Linked DNA regions of Ovis aries: region 1 is linked to region 2. The links are chromatin contacts, called in public Hi-C maps. All regions are on one chromosome and are shown on one strand. The core of a region is the stretch at or near the end of the contact, and the rest is flanking DNA. Distances in the headings are between cores, read along the strand shown.

Region 1 (5,234 bases), core at 2,329-4,828, 80 kb after region 2:
ATTTTCCATCTTGAGAATTCCTCTGTCACCAAATGTACACACATTCTCCCCAATCATATACGCCCCCCACCCACATTCCCCTCCGTAACATTACTCCTCCTTTTTAAAGCTGACTCTGGTTCTTCTTGTCTTGTTCCAATATTTTATTCAGGTCTTAGGGAAGAACCAACTGACAAGTTTCTGAGAAATCCCATGGAAATTTGCAAAAAATAAAGCACCTCTTACTTCTGACATTTCACCTTAAATCTTAACAAACTGTATAGTACAGACAAATAGTACAGACATACAATGGAATATTATTCTGCCACTAAGGTGACAATTATAAAGTTTAAGTACCAACCAAGAAAACATTCTTGGCTATAATTTTAGGCTAAGATCAGAACAAACAAACTGGGCTTAGATCTGCTGGGATTTACAGCAGGTTTTTCCTTTATGTTTCCAGACATTGTTTGAAGTTACTTTTATATACATAAAATGAAAGTATTAAGATTAAGCATAGTGGGACTTCCCTGGTGGTTCAGTGGTTGGAAGTTAGCCAGCCAACATGGGGGAAACAGGTTTGATTCCTCTTTCAGGAAGATTCCACATGCTGCAAGGCAACTGAGCCTGCGAGCCACAACTACTGAGCCCGCATGCTCCAACTACAGAAGCCCCTGCACTAGAGCCTGTGCTCGGCAAAGAGAAGCCACCTCAACGTGAAAGCCAGGCACCATAAGGAAAAGTAGCCCCCGCTCACAGCAACTAGAGAAAGCCTGCACACAGCAACGAAGACCCAGTGCAGCCAAAAATAAAAATCTCTCTGTGGTTGCCTCTGTCCAGACCTGTGTCACTTCTGCTGTTTCCCCAAACAGCTGAAACAAGGCAAGGGACACAGCCTCATTCCTGAGTCATGTCCAGAGAGGGGGCGATGGGTGGAAGGGGAGAGGTCATCGGAAAGTCACAACAGCTACAACAGCGGTCAACGTGGTTCCAGCTTCGTGTGCTCCAGAGACTCCGCTGTCTACTCCTGACAGGGTCTTTCCCCAGAGGTGAAAACACTGGGAGGTGAAGGAGCTGGTTTGAGGTCCCAGGGATGGCAGCTGGCAGAGAAAGTTAGAGAAGCTGGTCTGATCTCACAGGCCCTGCTCTCAACCCCTCTAACGAGGACGGTGCTCTTCCACATACTGAGCACTTGTGTTTCAAGGGCTCTTGCAGCCTTTGGGGGGTCACCTCTGAGTCAGGAGGCTCCTGATGCCAGGGCAGGGGGGGTGGTCAGGGGCCAGAGGTCAGTCCCCTGACCCCCCAGCAGGGCTGCAGCTGGTACCTTTCCCCCTGCAGCACATTAGCCACAGGCCTCGCCTACTGGACCATAGGGACTTCTGGAAGGAGGCAGAGCAGGAAAGGAAGGGGAGGAAAGCCTGCCCCTCAGGGGGCAGGGCATAGCAGGAAGAGTGGGAAGGGGTGGGGCAGACAGGGGGAGGGGAACTCTTCACTTGTGACTCTGAGAAGCGTCCCTGGCAGGACCCTGGCACTTCCTTGGGGCAGTCAGCCTGGTCTGTGGATGGTCTTGGGGGACTGGTCATCCATCCAGCTGCCCTCAGGTATCTTGAGGGGGATGGACGCTGGGTTGACAGTGCAGCTGTGAAGTAGGACCTACTGGGGCCAGACAAGATGACCCCACCCACAGTGGAGGCCCAGATGGACTCACAGAGCCAGGGTCCAGACAGAGAGTGCAGTGGAAGCAGAGGAGTCCACAGGAGGTGAAGGGGCCATGGCCCAGTGCTTCTTGGGAGCAAGGCCCATACAGTGAAATAAGGCTGCCCCTCAGCCAAGCTTCCCTGGTACTGCTGCTGAGACCAGAGCAGCCAGAGGGGCACAAGAGCACTGCCCCCTCCCTGTTGTTGGGAGCCTGCAGGAAGCCCGGAGGAGAAGCTGGGGAGGCAGGTCTAGATCGTGGATCATTATCCAAAGCCACTGTTCAGTTTTTGCAGCCCACTCAGTTTACCAGGTAGGACTGACTTAGTCATGATTTTCTCTTCACTGGCCCACAGGTGGGATCTGTAAGGAAGGTCAAATCAGTCCCAGACGCCCAGAGGTGCGTGTGGTTACAGCTGTGACCCTGCCCTGCCACCAGGCCAGATGGCACAGGGTTAGAATCTATTATGTGCCAGGAGGTCTGCCAGACCCTTCACCTACCCTGACCAAACCCTTCCCAAACCCTCTTCTCAATATTATATCAATAGAAACACCCTCCATGTCCGCTCTCCCATCCACTAGCTGTGTGACTTTAACCCCTCTGTGAGGGGTTGGATACCATCACCGATTCAATGGACATGAACTTGGGTGAACTCCGGGAGATGGTGAGGGACAGGAAGGCCTGGCATGCTGCAGTCCATGGGGTCACAAAGAGTTGGACATAACCTAGCGACTGAACACCACCACCGACAACTCCTCTGAGCTTGTTTCTTCATCAACACTATTAATAATCCCTCCCACGCACACAGACTGAACGCAGGAAAAGGACAGCACTGTCAGGGTAACAGCTCTTAGGGTAACAGCTCTTAGGGGCTTCCCTGATGGCTCAGTTGGTAAAGAGCACGCCTGTAATGCAGGAGACCCCAGTTCGATTCCTGGGTCGGGAAGATCCGCTGGAGAAGGGATAGGCTACCCACTCCAATATTCTTGGGCTTCCCTTGTGGCTCAGCTGGTAAAGAATCTGCCTGCAATGCGGGAGACCTGGGTTCGATCCCTGGGTTGTGAAGATCCCCTGGAGAAGGGAAAGACTACCCACTCCAGTATTCTAGCCTGGCGAATTCCATGGACTGTATAGTCCACAGGGTCGCAAAGAGCCAGACACAGCTGAGCACTGTGTCACTTTTGGGGCACAGAAACAGATAAGGACAGGTAGGTGATGGGATGGGGTGGAAGGGACTCATCCTGGAAAGCAAAATGAATAAAAACACAACTTCTTAACTCTGCAGCGATGCAGGTGATCTTATTCAGAGTCAGGACAATGAGGGTAAAATTTAAGGGGCCAGGGACCCTCTCCCCAAGAATACAGACATACCTGAGAGCCATCAGGGGCCACGGGAAGTAGAGATGTGAGATGAGGAGTTTCCAGGACCTGTATCTGCTCCGACTCACAGACACTCCTTCCTGCCATGCTGCCTTCTTCATCCCACTGTAGGCTCTGAGGGACAAACACATCCGTTCCCAAGCCAGGATGGCCTTCCGAGGTCTGGAGAGTCATTCCAGCCATGTCTACCTCTCTGGGGCTCCGAACAGGCTGAGTGGTGCTGGAGCTAGTCCTTAATGGCAAATGGCGAATATCCTTGGGAAATTTCAAGGGAGTTTTGCACAAAAACACAAGCAACGTCATCCGATTTCTCCTGAAGCTACATGAGCCTGATGAATAATTAAGGAGATGAAGGCAGTCAGAGCTTAGCTAAGCGAGTCCCACATTTCTGTGAACACTTCACACAGTCTGGTGGAGAGAGTGTTCTTGTGCTGCACAGAAAGTCTACAGGAAGCTACAATTACTTTCAACTGGAGCAGCTCTCCTTAGGGGAGGCCTGCATTGCAGAGCTGGAATCCAGGCTTGGAGATAGTGCCTCACTGCTCAGGGATATTTTTAGAAGTGTGACACTCAATATGTCCGTGGGGAGGAGAGAGGGAACCGGGGTGGGTGGAGGTGCTGAGGGTCAGGTAGACTCCCTGGCTCTTGGCTGACACCCCCATCTCTCTCTTTGGAGCCCTGAAAATGAATCCCCCACCTGCTGTTCAGCACTGAGGGAGGGGCCACAGGCCAGAAGGGAGTTTAATCATTTGCTCTGTGTCTCATTCTCAGGCCTTTCTTTGATGTGACAGCTGCTGTGTCTGGCAGCTTCAGGACAATGTGTCATAGCTCCACGGTAAAAACAAAAAGCAAACCCTCTTCATGTTTGTTCATAAGCATTTGAAAATATACATTCAAAATGTGCATTTTTCTATCTCTCGGCTCTGAGTGATCCCGCATCCTCTCTAGTTGGGGACACCCCATAATCCCCTTGCCCCCCTTTCAAGACTCTCTTTTCTGAGGCTGTGGTTTTCCAGTGGGGACTGCCTCTGGCCGCAACAGAAACCAAGCAGCAGCCAGACTTCCATTCTGACTGACCAGAGTCATGTATTTGGGACAGAGATGGAGGGGGGATACGTGTATAAAGTTGCAACCGAAAGTGGGGTCCAGCTGCTCACCACTCAAAAGCCAGTAAAGAGGCTGAATTGGTGGAAAGGAAAGCTTGCTTTATTTTGGATGCCAGCAACCCAGGGTATGGGGATGGTGGACACCTGTCCAGAGGCCGTCTCTCCCCCCATCCATGACAATCAGTGGGCAAGAGCTTTTACAGCCGGATGGAGGAGGCTTCATGTAGAAACACACAGTCAGCTCTGATAGTCATCTTGAAATTGGTCATCTGACCATTGCCATCTTGATTGTTTTAAGCAGAGTTAATCTTCAGTTCCAGGATCGGTTTGTTCCCATTTCTTGAGCCCAGATCTCAGAACTGTGGCAGCTTCTGTCATGGATACAATCCAGTCATCATGGAGTTAACTTCTTACACCTGGTGGTGGTTTCAGTATAAGACAGTTCATGGGACATGGCGCAGCATATTTTCTGCAGCCCTCGAGAAGCAACTGAATGTCCTTGACTATGTTTGATGCTCAGCCACTTCAGTTGTGTCCAACTCTTTGTGACCCCATGTACCAGAGCCTGCCAGGCTCCTCTGTCCGTGGGATTTTCCCAGCAAGAACACTGGAGGGGGTTGCTATGCCTTCCTCCAGCAGATGCTTGATGACTTTATTATTTGGTCTTCGTTGACTGTTTTCCTTTGTTTCTGCATTTTCTCACTTCTCTGGTTAAACTTCTTCTTTGGCTAAAGTTTTTCACAAACAAAATGCACGTGGGGGACACAGTGGTGGGCAAGGACCACAGGGTCCTGCTTCATTTCAAAGTGTCGTTTTTCTGTTTGTGCTGAGACAGCAGAATTTGCAACCTCTACTCCCAGTTATGGCACTGAGCAGTAGGACTATTTTCAGCTGAAAGCAATTAAGAAGCAGCAGCAAGGAAACCTTTCTGCTCTCCCGCTATTTGCCTAAAAGCAGGACATACGTTTTCTCCCCTCTTCACCACGAAGAACAGAACATAATCAGCAAAGACCATTCCAGGCCTGTATTAGCCCTGAGAAGCATCAGAGCTAGGTATCTCAGGTATGGAAAAG
Region 2 (4,594 bases), core at 161-2,660:
TTGTGATGGTTCACAGTTGTACACCTCTGCCGAAACTCATCAAATTGTGTACTTTAATTATGCACAGTCTATGATATGTCAATTGTACCTTTCCTAATTGTTAGAAATGCTCACACTTCTCAGGAATTTTATCCTGAAGGAATAATGAATATAAAGCTTTATCTAAGGGATGTCTAACAGCATATCATTATAACAGTAAAAAGCTGTGACTAGTTGTTCTCCCATGAAAAGGCTAGTTAAGCAGATGATGGATTCCTATGTAGTCTCTGAAAATCGTGTTATATGAGAAGAGTATTAAACACTTGAGAAAATGCTCAGAATATATTTTTAAGTGGAAAAAAGCAGATGACAGAAGTGAATCCATGCAATTGCTATGGAACACAGGATGGCAGTTCTTCCAATAAAGATAGAACTACCATAGTATCCAATCCTATTTCTGGGTATATATCCAAAAGAATTGAAGGTAGGGTTTCTAGGAGATATTTGCACATTCACGTTTATAGCAGTTCCACTCACAATAGTCAAGAGGTTAAAGCAACCTAAGTGTCGATTGATGGATGAATGGATAAACATTTAAACAAAATGTGTATATATACATACAATGAAATGTTATTCAGCTTTAAAAAAGGAAAGAAATCCTGCCACAAGCCACAATCTGGATGAAACCTGAAAACATTATGCGACATGATATATGCTCTGACCCCTTTATCCTTTCTGCTGCCTAGAATGTGGGTAGAGGTGCAACAGCCATATTGGAAACTACCATATGGAAGGAAAACTTGAGGAAGGCAGAAGCAACAGCTGAAAGGAGCCTGGGTCCCTGATTAGAAATAGAGATCTTTTAGATCTTTAGATCTTTAAGCCTCCTTAGATCTTTTCGGTTATGTAGCAAAAGCTATGCTAACTGATACAGAATTTGAATACATGAATCAAGAACTCAGGACATTACCTTGGCTAGAAATAAAGGTTTGAGAGTTTTCAAAATAGACGCAGTAGTAGAAATTCTGGGTGTGGATGAGATTGCTTTAAGGAGGGTACAGTGATAAGGGGGCAGAACTGAGGACAGAGCCTCAAGTAATATCAGCACTTAAAGGAGAGAAAGGAGGGGATGCCAGGAAAGGGGTCTGAAATGGGAACAAGTCCAGGGCAGAAGGTGTCCAGCACATTAGGCCCCTCTCCTCGAGGGCTGGGTTGGCAGCCCCTGATGTGTGCCCCTTGTGTACACGGCTCACATGGAACTTCCTCTGCGCACTGCAAGCCCCTGTTTCCGTGTAGGCCTCCTGCGTAGGACCAGAAGGAAGCTCCTTGAAGTGCAGGGTCAATTGTTCATCCTTTTTATTGTCCCCCAGTGCCTACAGCAGTGACTGGCACGTTGTTGTGAAGGCAATAAATATTTGCAAGCGGAACTGAACTGAACTGCTGTTGGCAAGGAAGTCTCGGGAAGGGAGGGTTTCAGGAAGGAGGGAGTGGTCTGCAGGGCCAAATGTGGAGAACAATCGAGTAAGATAAGGCCTGTAAAGAGCCGGTGCCTTTTGGCTCAGTATATCTGGCAATTATCTGACGACATTGGTGACCTTGGGGAGAAGTGTTTTCATGGGGACATAGGGGCAGAAAACATCTGTGGGGCAGGGCGCCTGGGCTGCATGGCAGTGTGGAGTGATGGCTGCTCTTGGGAAGACTGGGGGAGAGAGGAGTTTTATTTAATTTTTCTATTAAATCGAGTTGCGACTACTAAGACCATGTGACTAGAGCCCGTGCTCCACAACAAGAGAAGCCACCACAGTGAGAAAAGCCGAGCACAGCAATGAAGACCCAGCGCACCCAAAAATAAAATAAAAATTTTTAAAAATTGTTATAGGTGGAGAGCAGGGAGCCTGAGGAGGGAGCCTCCTTGTCCTCCCCAGGACCCTATGCCCTCACCCCTCTCGGAACTATCCTTATCCCTTGTGTGGTCCTTACTTATCTCCAGCTCCGTGACATCACCAGCATCGTTTTAGAAGCTAAGTATTTAACTTCTCACATCTGTTGACAACATAAAAAAAATCATAAACTATGTTTTCACATTTTCCCCTGAACCCAAATCTAACTTTGGAAGCAGAAGCTGTTCACAGACTGCGGTGTATCAGGTAGGTGCTCGGCTGATGCCGGCTACCCTTCTTTCCTCTCCATCAGTGCCTCATGAAAACCATCTGAGCTTCAAACAGCACATATCAGCAAGGGCTGGTTCTCTGCTGGCCACTGACACGGCTTCATAACAGCAGAGGGACACCCCACCACGAGAAAGGAGGGACCCCGGAAGGCAGGAAGGCCGGCATGGCTTTCTCATGCCTCTGGCAGCACATGTGCGAAGCCCAGGAAGGGATGAGGGCAGGAGTTATGCATAGATTGCAGCATCATAAATGAAAGCCAGTGAGTTGACTGCATTCACCCACATGGCCAGTTTATTCCAGGTTCAAATAATACAATGATTTTATAAACCTTGTTTTACATACTTTGATGAATCCAAGGCAGGGCTGCCTTCACCTTACAGTAAACACAGGATTTTGATAAACACAGGTCTTCTGGCTCACTCTGATAATTTGAAGAGAATCTGTCTTGGCAGATGGAAAGAAAAGATGGCAGAGTAGAGGCAGCTGGCTGCTCTGATGGAGGAGACGGTGGGGTCCTAAGTCAGCATTTTCTGGAGGGGACCAGGTCCAGTTTATCAAGGGCTCAGGGGAGGTGATGGACTCATGCTTTCTGGCTTATGGGAGAGTACAGCTAAATTCACTCCTCGCAGACTTCAATATGCCTAAGTATCACCTGGAGGCAGGGAAGAAGAGGTGAAAAATCTTAAAATGTAGATTCTGAGTCAGTATGGCTGGGGTGTGGGCTGAGACTCTGCATTTCTAATCAGTTCCCCTTGAGTAGCAAGGATATCAATCAGAGGACGATTTTGGTAAACTTTTGGCACCTGTCACCACGCATCTCCTAACATCCAAAGGATTGCTTAGGGAGCACAGTGGCCGTGTCTTCCAGATGTGCTGGGCTTCATGAGGGCCACACGCCTTTCTGGTCACATCTCCCATTGCCCCGGCTTCTCAGTGGCTCAGGTTACACATTTCTTCAGTTAAGTTCCTGGCCTGATTGGAGACCTGGATACTTTTGAGCTTCTGTGTCCCGGGGCTTTGCCAGTGATTCATCTGGAAACCAACTCCAAGGAGGAGAGTTTTCCTCAGGGTTAACCTGGTCCTTTCTGGGTTGATCCTTTCTAGTGTTGTTATCTCAGAGTGTCTCTTCAAGAGCTGGAACGCACTGGCCCTGGTGCTTACAGAATAAAGAAGAGGAATGCAGCTCAGAAATAAACGATCCCATCTGGGAACCAGACAGGAGGTGGTAAGAGGAAGGGGACATGCTCAGGGGCAGGCTGGTCAGCGAGTGGCGGCTGCACTCATCTGATGCTTGAGGCACCTGCCCAGACCTCGCTGAGCTGTATCCCAGATCCTTGTTCCGTGGACCTGAGTTACAGACATCGACTTTGCGTGGCATAACACCGGAGCTGGTTGCTCAGCAAGGCTGCCCAGTCCAGATCACAGGGTGACTCATCAGTCCTGGGGCTCTGAGTAGCTGCAGAGGGGCTGCTGAAACCCCATCAGTTTTTCGTGTTTGTTGCCAAACAGACCAGAATGTCTCTAGTGCTCTATCTAGATCTTCAAGCGTTACACTTCCCATTAATACGAGGCTTCATAAAAATAAGTCACAAAATACAATTGTCTATGAAAATCACAAGAATACAATTGCCTTCACTTTTAAAAAAAAATTTTTTTTCCAGAGAACTCAGAATGCTTCTCAAGTCCTCTGGTGCATTCCCCAAGCAGAGTGGTGTAGTGAGGGGAGGGTTTTGAGTTCCTGCTGTGAGCTCGAGATTACTGGGGAACCAGCCTCTTATATAAAGTCAGGTCATGCTATTATTGGGGCTTCCCTGGTGGTGCAGAGGTTAGACTATGCTATTATTATCCATTCTTTAGGCGTATGTGGGTGCTTGTGGCTTTTGGAACCCCTTCCCTGCAGGGAAGCTTTTAAAAAATTCCAGTGGATATAAGGCCCCCATACATCCCTTTATTATGTTCCTTTATCTCTGTCTCTCTCAACTCTCCTTTCTAATGTTAATTCTTTTGATAGAAAGCCCAGGCCAGCCAGGCTAGACAGCAGAGCTGGCTGTGTGGCTGGTCAGCCCTGGTGGGTTCTACACCTCTGATGCTAGAAGCAGACACAGGATCGGTGAGGTGCCCTGGGACTTTAGAGGGGACACGGGCTCTTCTGGCGTTTCCTCTCTACTGCCAGTCGCAAGGCCTGAAGGAGCTTGTCCTTGTTATTCAGGATGTTATACTCGGAAAGCTTCACCAGCTTGTCGAAGGCGGCCTCAGTGTATGTCAGCTCCTTGGTGGCGTAGGGAGTTTTGGGACCGTAGATGTCAACCTGGCCCTGCTCCAGCTCCTCAGGGCTTCGTTCCACACCTGGAGGAGCAGAAGGGCTCACTGTAACCCGTTATGTGGGAACTTGTAACGGCTTGTTTCTGGCCCTCTCTGCGAGGCCCACCCCGGCACATTCGCAG

The links. Hi-C and Micro-C count contacts between places; a contact is called where the count stands out from the background.
Region 1: a Hi-C map of blood shows a contact between it and region 2, with 2.1 times the contacts expected there. The contact joins the promoter of PLA2G4E here to the enhancer-like site in region 2. A contact is called at or near these places in 11 of 16 Hi-C or Micro-C datasets (blood, hypothalamus, liver and 6 more).

The regions. Positions count from the first base shown.
Region 1 is chr7:35,677,915-35,683,148 of ARS-UI_Ramb_v3.0, forward strand. It overlaps PLA2G4E (phospholipase A2 group IVE), which reads right to left and starts at 3,579. Exons shown (of 20, transcript XM_060419111.1): 1 at 3,047-3,579. The coding sequence starts at 3,358.
Region 2 is chr7:35,600,176-35,604,769 of ARS-UI_Ramb_v3.0, forward strand. PLA2G4E (phospholipase A2 group IVE) reads right to left here. Exons shown (of 20, transcript XM_060419111.1): 20 at 2,397-4,496. The coding sequence ends at 4,279. Among named protein-coding and RNA genes, the nearest start is that of EHD4, 8.0 kb to the left of the region's middle. Within about 2 kb of position 1,411, at least 7 of the 54 cell types and tissues checked have an H3K27ac peak or open chromatin away from gene starts, as enhancers often do.